Regions from separate parts of the Mus musculus genome. Here regions 2 and 3 are each linked to region 1. The links are chromatin contacts, called in public Hi-C and promoter capture Hi-C maps. All regions are on one chromosome and are shown on one strand. The core of a region is the stretch at or near the end of the contact, and the rest is flanking DNA. Distances in the headings are between cores, read along the strand shown. Region 1 overlaps Rab30 (RAB30, member RAS oncogene family). Region 2 has its middle 35 kb from the start of Pcf11. Region 3 holds the start of Pcf11 (PCF11 cleavage and polyadenylation factor subunit).

Region 1 (2,771 bases), core at 264-2,763:
ACTCCTAAGAGCTGAAGGAAAGTCAGGGAAACTACAAACAAGAGAGCAGTCCACTCTGACCAGGTTATAACTCTTGGATACCCCTCACACTTATTCTCCATGTCTCCTACTTTCTCCTTGGAACCTTCCACAATCCCGAGGAGCTAAGAACCGGACTGACCCAGGGTTACACCCATTTAGGTTTGTGCTTGCTTCTGTTCAAACAAACAAACAAACAAACAAACAAAACAGAAGAAGAAAACGCAGCATATTTTAAATAATACAACCAGGTCTGGTTAAACCCAAGAAAAGGAAGGGAATGATAACCACAAAGTCAGGAGAGTCACCGTAAACGCTGTTTCTAGGGAATCAATGATTTCCATCTAATTAACTGAACGACAGATACTTCATTTTCATTTTAATCTTCGAGCTTAAAAGCGCTCCTTAGTCTTGTGTTTTGTTTCAGGTTACCTTGATTTTCTTGTGAACCATCCACCGAAACTAAAACGCAGGGTTTACAGATAAAGGTACAATGAGAATGCCTAGAACTGCAGTTTACGGGAAGGCGGATGAGCCCCCGTCAGGGATGCTCTTTTGAGGGTATCATTGGAGGATATTTATTCCCAAGATCAATTAAAATGGCTTTCTCAAAATCTATCCATCAAGAATGATTAAAGAAAAACCCTTTCCTTCCACCAAGTTACCTAGTGATGAACTATCTGACATCTTAAACTTCTTCCTGGGAAACCCAATAATATGGCTTCATATGTTTTTCCAGTAAGAAGACTTCCATCTTGCCCCAGGGAATTCATTTGCCTCAAATTCATAAGTGGCATAAAGCTGGGAGGGGGGCTTCAGATGACAGAACTGGGATACGGCTTGGCAAGCCGAAGTGACAGGTCAAATCTAGCCCGATTTATAATAACGTCTGTGGTGGTTGAGAATATAGGATTTGCCAAGAGCTTTACATAATTTGTCTCCTTTAATCCTCAGAAGCACACTAGCAAGTCCAGGCTGGAACCCTAACTGGTACAAGGTCCCGGAGCAAGTTAACCACAGAATCACAGGTCACCCAGCTTTCCAGGTGTGGGGTTCCCTCCCAAGCGAGATAACTTCAGCACCCAGAAACTAACATTTTAAAAAGTCTGGCACCCTCAGAGAACTGGCCCAAACCCTGACCCAGACCCTCTTGGGCACACAAAGGTATTAACACCTTCAAAGAAGTATCAGGTAGAACTGATTCATTAACATTAACGGAGATCTCCGTTTGCCCTCAAGAGCTAGCTGCAACCCACCCATCCCCAGCTTGGCCGTGGCTGCTGTCTTGTATGTATCTGGGACTCAGCAAACTCAAACTTTACAGTTTAGGGGTCCCCCTCCGCAGACCCCTCTGCCAGGCTGTCTCCCACCTTTTATTCTCTCCTCCTCCTCCTCCTCCTCGGGGTCACTGGTATTTGATGGGGGTGAAGCTGAGAGAGCGGCACGCACAGCTACAGCACAGTCATATCCAATGGAGCAATCTCCAAAGACAGCCCAAGAATTTTAATGAAAACCAGAAAACCCCTGGCTGCGAGGCAGGACTGCAGTCCAAGCCCGAATGCCCCTCCTTCTGCAGCTAAAAATCCCTGAGCCAGCTTCCTCCCAGAGTGCAGAGGGGGAAAAAAAACCCTCTCTGCATTCAGTGCCGCCTTTCACAGCAACTGCTTTCTGAGATTATTTAGGTTAAAGCAAGGCGCATGCTGACTGCAACAGGACCTGGGACCCTGCGGAGCACGGGGTGTGGCTGCAGCAGATCTGTGCCAACAGATTATGAAACAGTCGTCTTTCTTCTCTTTAAAGGCTCCTCTTTCCTTCTGCCAAAGCTGCCTGCCTGCCCACAGCTGCATACAAAGCTAGTGGAGAATCTTAACAAGCTTAAAGGGAAGGGACCAGATTTCACAAACTCAAAGCAGAGGGAAAGGCAGTATGCATCCGAAACACTTGCCGCCGCAGTGATGCTGATCTCAAGCTTGCCCCCATCTCTATGCAGATGGCAACTGTGAACTTGGTGTGATGGAAAAGAATACCAACGCAGAGAGGCGGGTTAACTTCTTCAGGGTACCAAGACCAAACTTTAGCTCAGTATAGCACATCGCAAACACAAACTCCAGGGCTTGGGATGGGGATGCAGCCTGCTGGTGGACTACTTACCATGGTTGCAGGAAACCCTGGGCTGGATCCTTAACACCACATAACCCAGGCACGGTGACAAATGCCTGTAATCCTAGCACTTGGGGAGAGGCAAGAAAGCAGTGGTTCAAGGTGAATTTGAGGCCAGCCTATACAACATGAGTCCCAGGAGACAGAGAGAATGACCACAAACTAAAGCCTGAATGTTGGCTCACATCTGTAGTCTCCACATTGGAAAGCTGGGGAAGGAAGACTGCTGTGAGCCTGCTTCTATACCAGACAGAGTCACAGAGTGAGCCTCCCTATGCCCCCCACACCCCACCCCTGTCTTAAAACAAAACAAAAGCTCTTAGCGCCTGTGAGGCCCTGGGTTGAATCCTCAGCACTGAGGTGGAAAAGAATCAAGCTAAACACCTTGGACTACCTCCCTAATAAGAAGAAGAGGGAGCGAGAAGAGAATGTTCACTAGCTGTACACTGGTTATGTGCCTGGCACTAAGCTAAGCTATTCAATGACATTCTATCATGTAATCGGCAGAACAATTAGATAGGATAGGAGTCACTTTTACCCCCAATTTACTATGAACAAACTATGGCTTTGATGTTAACCAGCACCAGGATTTT
Region 2 (2,700 bases), core at 105-2,604, 73 kb after region 1:
ACAGCTATCCAGTGAGAGCTGGGTGCTCCACAGTTACATATTCTCTGCACTTCAAAAGGCATTTTTTGAAGCTAGTGAGACATTTCCAAAAATAGCCTTTAAAGCAATATTTAGTTTCTCAGCATTTTGTGCAGGTTGACCTGGAACTCACTATATAGCCCAGGCTAGTTTTAATCTCAGGATCCTCCCGCCTCTGCCTCTAGTGTCAGGATTACAGTTGTGTACCACAACAAGTGGCTTTTTTCTTGAAAATATAAAAAAAAATCCATGGCTAGGCACACTTTTAATCCTAGCACTTGGGAGGTAGCCACAAATAAGATCAAGGCTAGTCTGGTCTACATAGCAAGTTCCAGGAATCCAGAGCTACAAATGAAACCTTGTCTCAAAAAGATAAAGAGAGTTAACCAAGGATTGAAACACAGCTCAATTGTTAAAATGTTTGCCTAACATGCACAAAACACGAGCTGGCTTCCATGCCTGGTATTGCATTACAAACCAGGCAGGGTGAGAGAAGCCTGTGATCAAGGCATTCTGGAAGAGGAGGCAGGAGGAACAAAAACTCAAAGATCACCCTCAGTACATAGTAAGTTTGTTGCTATCCTGGAGCACAAGAAACACAGCCTCAAAAAGAAAAGAAGGGAGGAAGTCAAAAGGGAGGGAGGGAGGGAGGAAGACAGGAACTTCCTGAAGTCTCCATAAGAAATCAGCCTCTCCTAGCTGAAAAGAACAAGGAAAATGATCGGTCTTACCAACTGGGATTTAAAAGCCTGGCTCGCCAGCTTAGAATCGTCCCTTTCCCAGCCATACCTGAGCAAAGTGGAAAGATGTCATGGAAGCAACAGAGCTGAAAGCACACAAACTTGCACATGGAACCAGGTTGTGCCAACCCTGCTGGTCATGTGACCTTGTGGCACTTACTTAACTTGTTTAAGGCTCTATGTCCCCATTTTGCAATGCTGTGGTAAAAATCTGATAATCAGCACTAGTATCAATAGAGTTCTGGGAACACAGTAGGTGCTCTGGGAACCTAGTCCACACCATCACAGAGGTAGTTAGTGGGCCTTCATTCCCTCTCCAGTCTCCACACTACTGAGTTTCACTCCAGCCAAAGGTTGCCTTTGGTAATTTTTTTTTTCCTCATCAGTGTTGCTCCCAAAAGTGACCAATGTCTATTTTTAACCATAAAAGTAAAAAACAAAAATGATTGAAAACCAAAAGGGAATATGCAGTGAAAATGGGTTGAAATTTAAGCCTCTAAGGAATAGTTTCAATTTTCTGTTAGGTCAAATTCCAGTGTTGCTTAGTAGAGAAAATGTCAAGCTTTAATGTTTGAAAGGGTTTACTTAATAGTATTGCAAAATGGTCTTAAGACAAAAACTGCAGGCCCAGAGAGAACTGGCTCCATGGGTAAGATTGCTTGCCACCAATTCTGATGACCTGGGTTTAATTCTGGGTGCCCATGTGGTAGAAAAGAATCAATTTCTGCATGATCCTTACATGTGTGTGTGTGTGTGTGTGTAAAATAAATACATTTGTGTTTGGTTGGTTGGTTTTGGGTTTTTGAGACAGGGTTTCTCTGTGTAACAAGCCCTGGCTGTCCTACACTCACTTTGTAGACCAGGCTGGCCTCGAACTTACAGAGATCCACCTGCCTGGCTTGGTTTTAATTTTTTGTTGTTGTTCTGGGGTTTGGAGATAGGGTCTGTCAATGTGCTCCTAGCTGTCCTGAAACTTGCTGTGTATACTAGGCTGGTCTCAAACCTCATACCTTTTCCTGCCTCAACCTCCAAGGTGCTGAGATTAAAAACTTGCATTACCATGCCTGGCTACATGAATGTTTTAAAATATTTTTTTAATGGAGCAGCTATTAAACTACGTATCAAAACACTTTTATATGTTCATTATGAAGTCACCATGGATCTGTAGTCAAGCATACAGATTTAACCCAGACAAACTAAGATTAAAGTTCAAATTGTCCCTTATTTTCCTTGTGGGGTTGGACAATTTGCCAATCAGTCTGTCCTGTAGAATGCTCACCTGTATTGTTTTTTATATTCTCACTGTTATGATTTGACACCCCCACCCTCACCAAATAGATGTAGCCATTTTGTCCCATGCCTGCCAGCTATTCCATATCCTTGCTGTAACATGCCTGCCAAGCATTGACACAGAGAAATGACTTGGCTCAAGGACATGCTGACCACATCCCCTGTTTTGTTCTGAATATTCTGAATGAGGCTTACTAATCTTAAGAAATTCCACCAAGCTTTACGTAGGACCTGTCAAATAAAAGTCAATATGAACTGTTCTGTCTAAAATGACTTGAGTCAGCACTGACCACAGGGCAGCCCTTCTTGCACCAACATGTGAGCTCACTGTGGTTTTTGTGACTGACACTAAAGAAAACACCACTAATAAGCCAAATGGTTATGATTATAATGCTCATGCTCTCTTATCTCAATGTTCTAAAATTCCCCTGTTCACCACCCACCCACCACCACCCTTACCTTACTCAGGACCAATCAGCTTAAAGGGTAGCTGATAATACTTTACCTAGTGAGCTAACTACCGACTTTCTTGCCCTTTAAACTTTTGAGCCTGGCTTTTCCTATAAAAAGTCTACACTGAGAGCAGCCTAGTGCTGCGATTAGGTTTTTCCTTCTTGTGGACCGGGACATCCAGTATTATGGTGTGCATTTG
Region 3 (2,700 bases), core at 54-2,553, 110 kb after region 1:
ATTCTCCAGATGCCATGGCAGTTCTTTCTTTATATCTACAATAAAAGCCTTCCCTTTAACCATAGCATGGAGTGGACGTGTCATCAGTTTGTGTGTGTATGTGTGTGTGCGAACTATCCCTCCACTGTGCTTCATAGTTCACTAAGGCTCTGACAAACTATTTGTTTTGTGTATCTTAAAAACCAGATTATAGAAATCTAAGGTATTTTTCCATATATCTCAGATGTATTTTTTTTTTTTTAAACAAGGTCTCTGTACGTAGCCTTGGCTGTCCTGGAACTCACTCTGTAGATCAGGCTGTCCTTGAAATCAGTGATCTCCGTTCTGTCTCTTTAGTGCTGGGATTAAGTGTTATGTTTTTTTGAGATAGGGACTCGTTAAGTAGCCCTGGCTGGACTGGAACTTGACATTTAGACTTGACAGGTCTCGACTCCAAGAGATCCACCTTCCTCTGCCTCCTGAGGGCTGAGGTTCAAGGCCTGAGCCATCAAGTATGGCTCAGATATTGTATTTATTCTAAGGCCATTTGGAAATGTAGCAGATTGAAGAGGTGAGTGCTATTAGGTTATTGTGAATACCCTTCCAGAAATGTGACTTCTTCAAAAGATCTCCAGCTCCTCTGGGAAAGCTTTTCTCACATAGCACCTCCTAATAAAAGCATTTTCCTGGGGACTCAACTCCTGCAAGCCTGTCTAGGTGCTTTTATGAGTGTGGCAGTTAGCAGGAGTTACTCCAGTCTGGATTCCGGGTAGGGCAGGCGTCTCCGCCTTAATGCCTGAGGGACAGCTGGCTCAGCGAGCCCCGCCCAGGCTCCCGGGAGCACCTGAGACGGGGCGACTGGCCTTGACTGGAGGCTTTCGCTCTTCCAGCTCATGCCAACCCCCGCCCGCACCCAGGAGGCAAGCGGGAGGAGGATGGTTGATGGAGTCGCCCAGTGGTTGGAGGAGTGCATAGGAAGGGGCCTGGTGCAGCTTTCATAAACTGGTTGGGCCGGTCCTCTGGAGCCTCCGTCCTCTACTGGCTTCCCTGGATGGGTTGTTATGGTAACAAATGACCGAACAGTCCCTTACGAATTGGCCAATGAGAGCCGACCGTCCTTTGCACCGCGTCTCCGAGCCGGAGGTGTTGCGAAAGCCGAGACTCGACCGAGGAAGAAGGCGGTGCTTGGACGTATTGCGGAAGGGCCGGGGGCGGGGCCTGTGACACGCGCGGGCCAGCCAATCCCGCCTGGTGTTTCCAACGGCCCCGCCCCTTACCGCACATTTCCCCTCCCCTAGTTCATTTCGCACGACGCAGCGGTTGGGAACACAGACATTTTCGGAGCTGGAGCCGCCACTGCCGCCGCCATTTTGTGTCTGTGGAGAAAGAAGCCCCGGCGGCGGCTGGAAGCGGACGGAGATTCCCCGTGAGGCTGCGGCGTTTCTTCCCCGAGGTTCCCCCTGGGTCGTCCCCCATCCCCCCTCCGTGGTCAGCATGTGGTGAAGCCGCAGCCGCCGGAGACCCGGGGAGCGAGGCCGAGGCGTCGGAAGGGAGGCGGGGTGTCGAGCGGCTTCAGCTTCGGCGGCGGCGGACCTCGGAGGGGGGCCGCGGCGCAATGTCAGAGCAGACGCCGGCGGAGGCCGGGGCTGCGGGGGCCCGGGAGGACGCCTGTCGGGATTATCAGTCGTCGCTGGAAGACCTGACCTTCAATAGCAAACCGCACATCAATATGCTGACCATTCTAGCCGAGGAGAACCTGCCCTTCGCCAAGGAGATCGTCTCTCTCATCGAGGCCCAAACCGCCAAGGTTTTTATACACCCCGCAGCCTCCTATTCTTCTAATACTCCTTGATTTTAGTGTCAGCCTCATCCCAGGTCTCGCTTCCATCCGAAGGGGGACGGAGTTCCTCCTCTCCAACCCCCCACCCCCGACTCGGGCTTGGTCTTTGGCCCCGGCTGGGAGCGTGGGCCTCTTTCGGGAGGGAGCGGGGAGGATGCAGGGTGGAGCCCCATTTCCGCTTACCAACTCCCTATTTAGGCCACCTCTGACTACGTCCCCACGCTCCACGCATCGGGGACAGCCTTTCGGATGGGGGAAATACTTAGAGGCAGTTGGTGTTTGGGGAGCGAAAGAGTTAAAAAACAAACCATCTTAAGCCCTTGGGAAGGTGGGGAGGGGCTTTCCCTCAGTGTCCTTTTTGGGGAATTGTGCTCTGTGGGTTGGAAGGAGGTGAAGGGGGACCTGGGAGCGAGCTGTCGGTGGGTTGGGTATAGGGAATTGGCCCCGAGTGGAGCAGCGGCCTGTTAGCTCAACATGGCGCCTGCAAAGCACATGATGCGAAAGGGAAGAGAGGAGAGAACCCATTCCCTGCCAGCCAGGCAGCTGCTCTCACCCGTCAGCCCCATTTTGGGGTGGGGGCTGTTGGATCAAACTTTTATTCTCCTCTCGGAGGGTCTGATTTTGCCCCAATGGTAGGAAAATTGGGCTGAGGATGGGGTTTGGGTGTGTGGGGGAGGTCTTATCCAACCTGTAGGTGGAGAATTGGCCCAGTGGGTAACAAATACTTGGAAGTTTCTTTGAAAAATTCAGTCCCTCCTTTTCCTATTCTCGTTTTCTCCCTTCCCTGATAGTGAAGGCTTGCTTTTCTTCACCCCTTGAGCGAAGTGGTCCTTTGCTACCTTCTGTTTTCCCTCTGGTCTTGCTCTTCTGTGGATTCATGT

The links. A called contact is a pair of places that touch in the nucleus more often than the background predicts. Capture Hi-C pulls out chosen DNA fragments and counts their contacts.
Region 2: a contact with region 1 is called in a promoter capture Hi-C map of adipose tissue. The contact joins two enhancer-like sites. A contact is called at or near these places in 7 of 39 promoter capture datasets (cranial neural crest, embryonic stem cells, frontonasal cranial neural crest and 4 more), 1 of 15 datasets of contacts at CTCF or cohesin (the NIH/3T3 cell line) and 2 of 9 other capture datasets (adipose tissue and liver).
Region 3: a Hi-C map of rod photoreceptor shows a contact between it and region 1, with 2.6 times the contacts expected there. The contact joins the promoter of Pcf11 here to the enhancer-like site in region 1. A contact is called at or near these places in 4 of 39 promoter capture datasets (cranial neural crest, embryonic stem cells, liver and 1 more), 3 of 484 Hi-C or Micro-C datasets (palatal mesenchyme, rod photoreceptor and uterus), 3 of 115 datasets of contacts at active chromatin or transcription factors (embryonic stem cells, extraembryonic endoderm stem cells and heart atrium) and 3 of 9 other capture datasets (adipose tissue, liver and pancreatic islet).

Annotation. Positions count from the first base shown.
Region 1 is chr7:92,776,308-92,779,078 of GRCm38.p6, reverse strand. All of the region lies in intron 1 of Rab30 (RAB30, member RAS oncogene family), which reads right to left. Among named protein-coding and RNA genes, the nearest start is that of Rab30, 36 kb to the right of the region's middle. Within about 2 kb of position 1,513, at least 151 of the 459 cell types and tissues checked have an H3K27ac peak or open chromatin away from gene starts, as enhancers often do. A contact at or near this core is called in adipose tissue, heart atrium, palatal mesenchyme and 2 more, where this site is marked.
Region 2 is chr7:92,703,410-92,706,109 of GRCm38.p6, reverse strand. No RefSeq gene overlaps it. Among named protein-coding and RNA genes, the nearest start is that of Pcf11, 35 kb to the right of the region's middle. Within about 2 kb of position 1,354, at least 21 of the 459 cell types and tissues checked have an H3K27ac peak or open chromatin away from gene starts, as enhancers often do. A contact at or near this core is called in adipose tissue, where this site is marked.
Region 3 is chr7:92,668,515-92,671,214 of GRCm38.p6, reverse strand. It overlaps Pcf11 (PCF11 cleavage and polyadenylation factor subunit), which reads left to right and starts at 1,303. Exons shown (of 16, transcript NM_029078.3): 1 at 1,303-1,786. The coding sequence starts at 1,595.